Regions from separate parts of the Mus musculus genome. Here region 2 is linked to region 1. The links are chromatin contacts, called in public HiChIP or PLAC-seq maps. All regions are on one chromosome and are shown on one strand. Each heading gives the region's core, a stretch centred on a gene start, on an enhancer-like site or on the middle of the called end of the contact. The rest is flanking DNA. Distances are from core to core; before and after follow the strand shown. Region 1 overlaps Srl (sarcalumenin). Region 2 has its middle 8.0 kb from the start of D330022H12Rik.

Evidence for each region. HiChIP or PLAC-seq counts read pairs in DNA pulled down with a chosen protein or histone mark.
Region 2: a BATF HiChIP or PLAC-seq map of CD8 T cells shows a contact between it and region 1, with 5 read pairs. The contact joins two enhancer-like sites. A contact is called at or near these places in 5 of 39 promoter capture datasets (HPC-7-derived erythroid cells, cranial neural crest, liver and 2 more), 2 of 484 Hi-C or Micro-C datasets (olfactory sensory neurons and trophoblast stem cells), 4 of 115 datasets of contacts at active chromatin or transcription factors (CD8 T cells, embryonic stem cells and microglia) and 2 of 9 other capture datasets (adipose tissue and liver).

Annotation. Positions count from the first base shown.
Region 1 is chr16:4,500,286-4,505,873 of GRCm38.p6, forward strand. All of the region lies in intron 1 of Srl (sarcalumenin), which reads right to left. Among named protein-coding and RNA genes, the nearest start is that of Srl, 20 kb to the right of the region's middle. Within about 2 kb of position 3,361, at least 25 of the 459 cell types and tissues checked have an H3K27ac peak or open chromatin away from gene starts, as enhancers often do. A contact at or near this core is called in CD8 T cells, where this site is marked.
Region 2 is chr16:4,583,491-4,589,078 of GRCm38.p6, forward strand. No RefSeq gene overlaps it. Among named protein-coding and RNA genes, the nearest start is that of D330022H12Rik, 8.0 kb to the right of the region's middle. Within about 2 kb of position 3,246, at least 277 of the 459 cell types and tissues checked have an H3K27ac peak or open chromatin away from gene starts, as enhancers often do. A contact at or near this core is called in CD8 T cells, where this site is marked.

The DNA of each region.
Region 1 (5,588 bases), core at 2,111-4,610:
CAAAAGAGCATGAGAAGCCAGATGTTGTGGAGTTACCTGAGGCCTTCAGACTGCTGTGTTTCCACTTTTAGATACCTTGATATCTCCCATATTTGGTTTTTACCTTAGAGCCAACCTGCTCCTGAATGTCTGCTAAACAGTTTGGAATGAGAGGCTGATGCCCCCATGACCTTCCTTCTCAGGCTAAAACTAACTGCTCTGGCAGAAAGACTTTCAATGAAGCCAGCTGTCCTGTTGGGGCTCCCGCGTCTCACACTCAGGAAGCACTGGACCCGAGTCTGTTGGGGGAGCACATCTGGTGCTCAGTTCCTTGAGACCCAAGGCCGGTGTCCTTCCTTTTCTCCCTCCCTGGCTTCTTGCCAGAGTCCCTGTTGGTGCCCAAGGGGAGAGGGATGAGGGGACACAGAGGACCCCAGGTGGGCTGAGTGGAAAGCGTGTGATTCCCTCTAGGATGTGAAGTCTCACACTGTATGAACCCCTGCCAGCACAGCCACCTCAGCTCTGCCAGGCCTGAGCACTGACGTCAAGGCACATGAATAGCCTCCAGCTCATCCCCCAGAGGCCCATGGGAGGACTAAGCACCTGATGTGCTGGGCCCCAGCTCACTCACACTCAGGCACAGCCTGGCATAAGCATTACTACCTCTTTCTGGGCACCGCCCCCCCAATCAACCCTCTTGAGGAATCTAAGCTTTTTGCTGCTTTACCAACCCTCACGCCATCAGTTGCTCCCACATACTGCTGGGCTTCTCTTCCCCCCCCCCCCAGAGGCACCCTCACTTTACTTCCTCTACCCCTCCTTTGTCCCACAGCGCCTTCTGTGGACTTGAAGAACTGTTGAGTTTCCAAGGGCCTTATGAACCCAACTGGAAAGGGAGGGACTTAAGGGCTGGCCAGAGGACAAGGTCAGGCCGGGACAGAGCCCTGGTCTGTGGCCTTCAGTCTAGTGTTCCCACTGAATCTCCGAGGTTTACCTGCTTGGGTTCCAGGAAGTAGCTAAGAGTAGAAGGAGATGAAATAGCCTAGAGATGAGGCCTCCTTCATGTTCCTTGCCTCCCTCAAATGTTTATAGACTGGGGAGGAAAGAAGAAGAGCAGCAATCAGAGCTCTTCCTTTCTGTTCTGGGTAGCAGTCCTTCACTTGTCTGATCCATGGGTGCAAAGTTCTGAGAGAGATCCTGTCTGGCCCTCATGGTTCTGAGAGAGCTGGGGGTCCTCACAGCCCTCTCAGGTAGAAAAGGCAAGGTTTATCAATCTCTCTTGAAAGGAGGAGGCAGACACAGGAAATATAAGATATCTGTTTCATAAGCCACCCATGCAGCCTTCTTCCTGAGAATGCTGTGACCACACCTGCAAAGCTTTTCAAGCACTGAATCCAGGCTCTAGGGTTGGGCCCATAGATAGCTGTGTTTTATAAGACAATTCTACATAACACCAAGGCCTGAGACCCTCAATGTTAAATCCTCCTTTTGACCATGACTCATATACACATATGCAAATGAGCCATCAATAGTAATAAAGATGCCAAGGGAAAAGTCTTTCCTGGTTCTACACTTTATCAGGACGTGCTGGCCTTGGAGCATACAGGAGTTCCAAGTCCCACCAGCTGTCCTTGGCTCACATGTCAGCTTCTCATGGGTTGTAAATCCAAAGTGACCAGGGAAACATTAGAACCCACGATGCTGATGCTGTCCTCTTTCTTTCTATCTTCTGTCTCACACCCTCTGCCTTCCACTGACCCGTCTTCCACATCTTGTCTCTGGACACTGCTGGGCTGGACAGACACAGACCAGCAGCCTCTTCTCCTGCCTTCATCAATGTATTCATTTTACTTATTTGTTTATTTATTCTACATTATTCTACAGAGTGACTGTTCACCATTCCAGGTAAAGACTTTATCAAACAATGTGGCTGCCAGCTGATGCCATTTAGGGTTTCAACAGAGAAGTTTCTGCCAGAGGAAGGTTGTCCACATCCTCCCAGGACCCAGAACCAGTCTCTAGCCATCCTTTGGCCTTTAACCCTTCCTCCAGACAAAGGAGACGAGGTCTAGTAGAAGAGGCAGTGGTGGTTTTCTTTGGCTTCCTGGCCAAGTCTCTAAAGTCAAGGCTAATCCCACCAATATGGCTCATCCCAGGCAGTACTCTGGTCCCTCAATGATTTGGTGAAGGAACGGGACACAGCAGCAAAGGCAGCTATTACAGAGAATCATCTGAGTGACCAACTACTTATCTAACTTCACTAAGCAAAACTCTAAAAAGCACCTGCCTTGAGGCCACAGGAGTCATTGGCTTCTAGAACCCAGCTCCCTGCAGTGTCTAAATTGTCCCTGTCCAAGCCAAATCTTCACTCCTACCTCCACTTAGCCAATGACAGAGCTATGTTTGGCTTAAAACTTCTGCTGCTGCTGCTGCTGCTGCTCATTCTACTTCCTCCTCTTCCTCCTCCTCCTCTCCCTCTCTTCCTCCCCCCCCCCTTTTTTTTTAATTTTTACTTTTTGAGACAGGCTTTTTCTGTGTAGTTGTGGCTGTTCTGGAACTCATTTTGTAGACCAGACTGGTTCAAACTCAGAGATCCACCACCTCTGCCTCAGAACAAGGAATTCTTAGCCCACCTACATCTTCTCCCTTTGAAAAAGATCAAAGACTTCAACACACTTGCTTTTTACCTATAAAGTACACAGAACTGACATAATAATTTTGTTTTCCACCTCATACCTAGTTCCTATGAATATCTGGTTTGAGAGATATACAGAGAAATTGCTATAAATCCTCTAACCATTGGCAGATATGTAGGGCTTGTGGTAGATGCCAGGGGGATTCATAATGTAAATGATGTTTGTTTATTTTTCGTTTGTGGGTGATTAGTTGGCTAGTTGGGTTTCTTATTTTTGTTTATTTGTCTTTGAAATAAGCTCTCAGATAGTGTGGTGTGGCCTTCAAACTCATTATGTGGCCAGGGCTGGTCTTAAGCTCCGAATCCTAAGCCTCTATCTCCCAAGTGCTAAGATCACAGGCATACATCACCAGGCCCAGACAATTGGTTTTTGAGTTTTTGTGAGGTTTTTTGTTTGTTGTCTTTTGTAACAGGGTTTCTTTATCTATATCACCCTGGATGTCCTGGAACTCACAGAGATCTTCCTGTACCTCCCAGGTACTGGGATCAAAGGCATTGTCAGCACTGCCCAGCTAATTGATTTTTTAAGCCAAGGTTGTGCTATATAGTTCTGGGTGGCTTGGTACTATATTTAACTCAGCCTGGCCTCAAACCACAGCAGTCTTTGTGCTTTAGCCTAAGTGATGGTATTAAGAGGATGTGTTACCACACCTGACTTGCGCACTCATTTTGAAAGATGAGTATCTCTAGGGGAAGACATCATCAGTCCTTAGCTGGGAGTGTGGCTCAGATGGTAGAGTGCTGGCCCAGCACACACAAAGCCCTAGGTTCAATCCCCAGGACTGCATAGACCAAATGTGGTGGCACATGCCTATCATTCAGGTACTTGGGAAGTGGAAACAAGAGGATCAAAAGTTCAAGGTCTTGGAGTTTGAGGCCAGCCTGGTCTACATAAGACCCTGTAATAAATAAACAAAAAGAGATTAAGTCCTGCTGCCTAGAGTGAACTGATAGAAGAGATGCTTTATTGAAAGCTGCTTTTCCTGAGATCAGCATAAATATCCTCACGAGAGTCGGTGGGGAATAATGTCCTCACTTTGGAAGTACTAAGCCAGTAGTCCAGGACAAGGAAGGAAGAACGGATGCAGGGTGGAGTCTGAGGAAGCCTGGGCCTAGAGTCTGGTTCCCCTGTCTCCCCACCTTCCAGTCTGAAGAAATTGCACCTCCCTGGGGTCTACATGGAAAGATCCTGATAGAATTGAGGATTTAATTCTTTTTTTTTTTTTTCGAGACAGGGTTTCTCTGTATAGCCCTGGCTGTCCCGGAACTCACTTTGTAGACCAGGCTGGCCTCGAACTCAGAAATCCACCTGCCTCTGCCTCCCAAGTGCTGGGATTAAAGGCGTGTGCCACCACTGCCTGGCTGAGGATTTAATTCTTGAGTGCTAGGAGGAAAGACCAAGTGGGAGCCAAGGGAGTCCGTTCCCTCCAGAGGCACTGGGGCTTCGCAGTGAAGGAGGCAGTGAGACCAGACCCGTCTCTTTCCTAATCTAAGGAGGCTAAAGGAAGTCTGGTTGGTTCTCCAGCTTGGAACGTAGATCTAACACCTTCCTGATCTGGGCCTGAATCCTAGTGTTGCCTTGCCACACTTCACAGGCTGAACATGAAAAGACCAATCTCTCAGTGCAGTTGGGAATCCAGAGTCCTGGGCGCTGGACTTCACTGTTTCACCATCTACATGACCTCGGGCTGTCCCTTGACATACTAACAGAATGCAGAGCATAATACCCTGCTTTGGTGATCCCTTTGGAGCACTGTAATGATGTTTAAGAACATCAAACGAATGTTAGCTGTGGCAGTCATTATCTCCTGGAAGAGCAATGACACCTGGTCAAACCCAAACACACTGAATGGCTACAGCAGAGTCAGCTTTGGACAAGAGGTGCAAGGCTTGCCCCTCACCTTGATCCTTTGGACCCCCTTGGTCTGGGAATTCAGTCAAGAGACTAGAGAAGGCCTTTCTACTCAGAGCTCCTTCTCTCCAGCCACCAGGCACAAAGAGCTAAGGTGGAATTTGTAGTCACTAATGAGATCTGATGTCTCACTCGTCATCATCACAAGAGTCTGGTAACTGGAGTAAAAGAACTGCCTGGAGAGAACCAACTCTCGGAACCTCTAGACCAGTGCTTCTCAGCTCTCCCAATGCTGAGATCCTTTAGTACAGCTCCTCATGCCATGCTGACCCAAACCACAAAATTATTTTTGTTGTTACTTTATGACTATAATTTGGCTAGTAGTGAATCATACTGTAAGTATCTGAGTTTTCTTATACTCTTAGGTGACCCTTGTGAAAGGGTCCTTCAACCTCCCAAAGGGTCTCAAGCTGCAGGTTAAGAACTGCTGCTCTAGGGGGCTGATGAGATGGCTCAGCGGTTAAGAGCACTGACTGCTCTTCCAAAAATCTGGAGTTCAAATCCCAGCAACCACATGGTGGCTCACAACCATCCATAACGAGATCTGACACCCTCTTCTGGTGTGTCTGAAGACAACTACAGTATACTTACATATAATAAATAAATAAATCTTTAAAAAAAAATAAAAAGAACTGCTGCTCTATCTGGGCGGTGGTGGCGCACGCCTTTAATCCCAACACTTGGGAGGCAGAAGCAGGTGGATTTCTGAGTTCGGGGTCAGCCTGATCTACAGAGTGAGTTCCAGGACAGCCAAGGCTATTCAGAGAAACCCTGTCTTGGAAAAAAAAAACCCAAATTAATTAATTAATTAATTAATTAATTAATTAAAAATAAATTTAAAAAAGAACTGCTGCTCTAGAGCAGATCCAACCATTGCCATGAATTCTTCCTCTGAGCCTGGTATGCCACAGACAAGCATGTCTAACATACTCAGGCCACCTAAAATGAACCACTCCAGAAATCTGAGATTTTTCCCAAGTGGCCAAGATCCAGCACCTCAGC
Region 2 (5,588 bases), core at 1,996-4,495, 83 kb after region 1:
AAGTATAGGGAACTGAACTCGGGTCCTCTGCAATAACAGCAAGTGCCTGTAACCTCGAAGCTATCTCTCCAAAACTGAAAACAACTTTAAAAGGAAACTCTGATATCTTCACGATTCCTTCATGTAGCAGTCAGTGATTCATTCCTTTCTAAATTCACTCTCCTATCAGTAGACACAGGCCAGTCCTCTAAGACTTGATGATGTAGGACATTTGGAACCAGGTATGGTAGCAAACGCAGGCAATTCCAGCAGGCACAAGGCTGAGGCAGAAGAGTTTCATATTCAAGGACCTCCTGAGGGTTAGGCTAGCTTCAGTGACCCTACTTCTTAAAAAGGGAGGAGGAGGAAGAGGAGGAAGAGGGAAGAACAGGAGGAAAGAAGGAAAGAGAAGCAGAGAAACAGGACTTTTGCTACAAGGTTTGATGTTACAGACTCAAGGCTGGAGCTGTTAACTCAGTGATATGGTGAGAGAGAGACAGAGAGTCATAAGCAGAAGTGGGAAGATCTGATAGTTATCTTCAGCACTGCAAAGGAAACCACAGAGGCTAGCGAGATGGCTCAGTCAATACGGGTGCTCCCTGCTAAGCCTGTGTGTGTGTGTGCTTGTCTAGAGGCTGGAGGTCAACCTCAGGTGTATTTTATACACGTACCTATCATATATATGGGGCATGTGTGGATACATGCCATGGCAGAGGTGTGGGAGAACAGAGTGTGGGGTCAGCTCTCTCCTTCCACTGCTTAGGTTCCAGATAGCGAAGTCAGGTCTTCCAGCTCGGCAGCAAGCACCTTCTCCTTACCATCCTGCTGGCCCCAGCTTGTTTTCTGGGTCTCTCGATGACCTGGAGCTTGCCAAGAAGACTAGACTGCCCAGACAGCATGTCCTCAGGACCTATCTGTCTTTACCTCCCCAGTGTAGAGATCCCAAGTGCTACCAACTCTCTGATTGATCCAGGTCCCCAGCCCTCTCATCCCATCTTTCTCTCCAGGGAGTTCATGACTCTTCTTTTGTGTAGTCTTGAACCTCTTGGAGGCTCGAAAGGCACTCCTGCCTCCTCCATTCCTGGTATTACATTCTTATAGATTTTGTATTTATTCACTTTGATTTGATGTGAATGGGTGTTTTGCCTGCATGCACGTGGACCACAGGCATTCCTGGTGTTTTGAGGCTAGATAGCGGTAGATCCCCTGAAACTGAAACTGCAGATGGCTGTGAGCTGCCCTGCCAGGGCTGGGAATCACCCGTGTGAGTGAAGTGTTCCTCTGAAGAGCAGACAGAACTCTTTTTTTTTTTTTTCTTCGAGACAGGGTTTCTCTGTGTAGCCCTGGCTGTCCTGGAACTCACTCTGTAGACCAGGCTGGCCTCGAACTCAGAAATCCACCTGCCTCTGCCTCCCAAGTGCTGGTATTAAAGGCATACACCACCACCGTCCGGCAAGCAGACAGAACTCTTTTTTTTTTTTTAAGATTTATTTTATTAATATATGTAAGTACACTGTAGCTGTCTTCAGATACTCCAGAAGAGGGAGTCAGATCTTGTTGCGGATGGTTGTGAGCCACCATGTGGTTGCTGGGATTTGAACGCTGGACCTTCGGAAGAGCAGTCGGGTGCTCTTACCCACTGAGCCATCTCACCAGCCCCAGACAGAACTCTTAACCATCCATCCATCCCTCTAGCCCCTAGTGTCCCCGCCACTTCCCCACTCCCACTCTTCTTCCCTCCCTCCCTAAAGCTACTTTTACCTGACTGCATACCCTGGAGAGGTGACAGCTCTTTCCAGACAATAAAAGCATCTTCCAGAAGAAGATATCTATGATGGCTGTTTTAGTCAGGGTTTCTATTCCTGTACAACATCATGATCAAGAAGCAAATTGGGGAGGAAAGGGTTTATTCAGCTTACAGTTCCACATTGCTGTTCATCACTGAAGAAGTCAGGACTGGAACTCAAACAGGTCAGGAAGCAGGAGCTGATGCAGAGGCCATGGAGGGATGTTCTTTACTGGCTTGCTTCCCCTGGCTTGCTCAGCCTGCTCTCTTATAGAACCAAGACTACCAGCCCAGAGATGGTCCCACCCACAAGGGGCCTTTCCCCCTTGATCACTAATTGAGAAAATGCCTTACAGTTAGATCTCATGGAGGCATTTCCTCAACTGAAGCTCCTTTCTCTGTGATAACTCCAGCTGTGTCAAGTTGACACAAAACTAGCCAGTACAATGGCTTAGCCACACCCTTATTCTGTGTAGGGTGCCCTTTACTGGGACAGGTCCACAGAAGCAGTGCCTGCTCATCTTTCATCTCTGGGGATAGGTCAGTCTCTGCTCCTAGCCCTAGCATTGAGAGTGGGAAGGGAGGACTAGAGGGTCTCTCTCTGGTTGAGGTCATCTAAGTCTGGTCTCCACAGCAGGTTCAGGCAGTGATGTCAGCCATCAGTCTCAATCCCGGATGATATCTACCTATAAAGCTACGTGACCTCAGGCAACTAACTTAATCTTCCTGAGCCTGATTTCCTTCCAGATAACAAGAGAGAGCACTCACTTCCAGCTGTCTTGATAAAACAAAACAAAAACCAAACAAACCAAAACCCATAAAACACTTATCACCTGCTCAAAACAATAAGCCTTTGCATCATAAGTCCATTCTCTTTCTGCACTCCAGCCACACCAGGCAGCACTTTCGACCAAATGCATTCAGGTGGTCTGTTCCCCTGCTTCCTTCGGGTCTTTTTGGACAGGATTTCAAGTGGTTCACGTTGCCCTCAAAATCGCTACACAGCCGAGACCTTGAATCCTGGTGCTCCTGCCTCTAGAGAGCTGGGATTACAGGTACGCGCGAGGCCAGCCCTGGTTTTATGTGATGCTGGGCAGTACTTTACTACTGAGCTACATCTCTAAGCTCCTTCCTTAAGTCACCTTCTCAGCTACTCTTCCGTTTCTGTCTTGTTTCTGCCAGCCTACTGGTTGTATTTTTTTGGGCGGTGGTCCATTGGAACTGGAACCAAAGCCCCAGGGCTGTTCTACTTTTTACGCTGGAGCCGAAAGAAGGAATCCCTATGGCCTCTCCTGCAAGTCAGACTTGCGTGAGGGGGGCGGACAGGGACAGAGTGGAAGAGGACCGCGGGACAAAGCTTAGCCACACCTACGGACTGCCGCGAGCTCCTCCCCGCGACAGGCAGTGGAGAACACACAAGAGGTCAGCTCTCGGGCGCTCCCGGCCGGAAGGAGGCCTCTTACCGGCCGGAGGGGCGGGACGCCCGAGGCTAGCCAACGCCCCCAGCTGCAGGCTCTCTGTGTGGGGCGGAGCTAGCAGGGCTGGGATATGCTAACACTTCCGCGCCCAGTCGCCTCATTCATATTTATGAGCCGGTGGGGGCGGGGCCCGGCTCGCCCTCAGTGCCCCGCCCCCGGCCTGGGATTCCCGCCTCCGCGGAGGCTCCAGCCCCAGCGGGGCGCCCCCGGCTTCCGCTTTGGGGAGGGAGTTTCCACTTGGTCACGACTCAAAAATGTGTCGCGGCCGCTCCTCCCTGCCCCAGGGTGTGTCTGTGGGGTCTCCTCCTTGCGAGGGAAGGAGCAAAGAGGCTAAGGAAAGGATTGCACCTCTCCCCTGGGAAAGGACAGAGAAAACGCTGGGCAGACCCGCTGCTAGTTGTGTTGCTGCCTGTAATTAGTCTTTTCTTTATTCAGGAGAGGGGTTTCAAACTCAGTACCTCAAGCATGCTAGGCCAGCATTCTACAACTGAGCTAGACCTTTGGTTGTATTTTCCTTTCTTGTCAGGCCCCGTACCCGCTATATGAACTACCTTTTAAACCACCCAACAAGAAATCAACAATTAAATTTTAAAAGTTCACTATTTCACTGATATACAGTGTTCTCACACAAGAAGTTCAAGGACAGCCGAGATTTGATGAGATAACACAGTGGCCCTCCAGGTAGCTGGTGCTTGACCTCCCATCCCTTCATAACCAAGGCTTTCAGTAAGGCCCTCCTGCCTTGCTGTGTGCAGCCAAGGGGCAACTTGTCTCAGTGTTTAAGTCCCAGGGAAGCCAAAGCACCAATGTTTCTTATGCAAGGACAGACTTCTTAGGCAAAATAAAAAGGCAGGCGCTGGGGACAGCCAGACATTCCAACCGGCTGTCACTTCAGTGTGCCAGCACAGTAACTGCATGGGCTGCATGTCCACGAAGCCAGACTGCTGAAAGATCCCAGCCAGGGCCTTTTCTAGGGTGGAGTAGCCACTGTGGATAGCGCCACTTGCTGTGTTATTCTCCCCTTGGAGCATCCAGGGCCTTTAGTGAGAGTGTGTTCTGGGTCTACCAGACTTAGCCAGGGGTTAAGGGTATGTGTCCTGGACATTTTCTCCTTGGCCTTACAGGCACTGTATAGTCATGCCCAGGGTAGGTCTTAATTCTTACTCTAGGCCTGCTTTTTCTCCTGGATAATGGTATGAGGAACAGCCAGGGCCACTTCCAGAATAAACACTCCACCCATAGGCAGCACCAGCCCTGCAGACTCAGCAGGGCCAGCAGCAACCAACAAATTGCTGGAGTGTTGCTCACTGCTCACAGTACCCATTACAGAAGGTTAATAAGTCATCCGCTCTGTTCCTCCTATTGCCCCTTCTACCTAGGCCTTGCCAACATGGCTTGTAGCATTAAGAACAAGAGAAACCATTTGTTTCCTTATCTTTTCCAGCTGCACCTGTGGAAGTCTTTCCTTGAGCTTTCAGCTGAGCCTCCTGTAGCCCCAAGGAATCCCAGTAGACTGCTGGTCCACAGGTGGGGAGTGAGGCTTAGATATCTATGTATCTATGTATCTATGTATCTATCTATCTGTCTGTCTGTCTGTCTGTCTGTCTATCTATCTATCTATCTGCCACCTATTTATCTATCTATCTATCTATCTATCTATCTATCTATCTGCCACCTTTTTCTCCACCACTGCCTGGCTGTCTCCTGTTTTTTCAGCCTAAGGTCTCAAGCTTACAGAGATCTAGCTACGTGTGAGTGTTAATATTAAAGGCCCATTTCACTACACCTGGCTTTGCACCATAAGCCTAAAAGCTCATTCTTATTTATGTTCATTTTTATTATTCAGCTCATGTGGTTTTTTTGTTTGTTTGTTTGTTTGTTTTGAGACAGGGTTTCTCTGTATCACCCTGGCTGTCCTGGAGCTCACTTTGTAGACCAGGCTGGCCTCAAACTCAGAAATCCACCTGCCTCTGCCTCCCAAGTGCTAGGATTAAAGGCGTGCGCCACCACGCCCGGCTAGCTCGTGTGTATTTTATCATAGGTTTTATCTGCTTGTATGTATGTGCACAATGTGCATGCTTGGTGCCCTGAAACTTGAGTTGGGCTACATCAAGTGGGTGCCAGGTTTAGACCCCAGAACTTCTGCAAGAGCAGCAAGTAATCTTAATTACTGAGCCAGCATCTCTCAAGCTCCTATTTAATTTCTGTTGTTGTTTTTGTGTTTTGGGTGTTTGTTTGTTGAGAAAGGGTTTCTCTGTGCAACAAGCCTGTGCTAGTCTTGCTTTGTAGACCAGGCTGGCTTCAAACTCACAAAGATCTTTTTTCTTTTCTTTTTTTTTAGTATA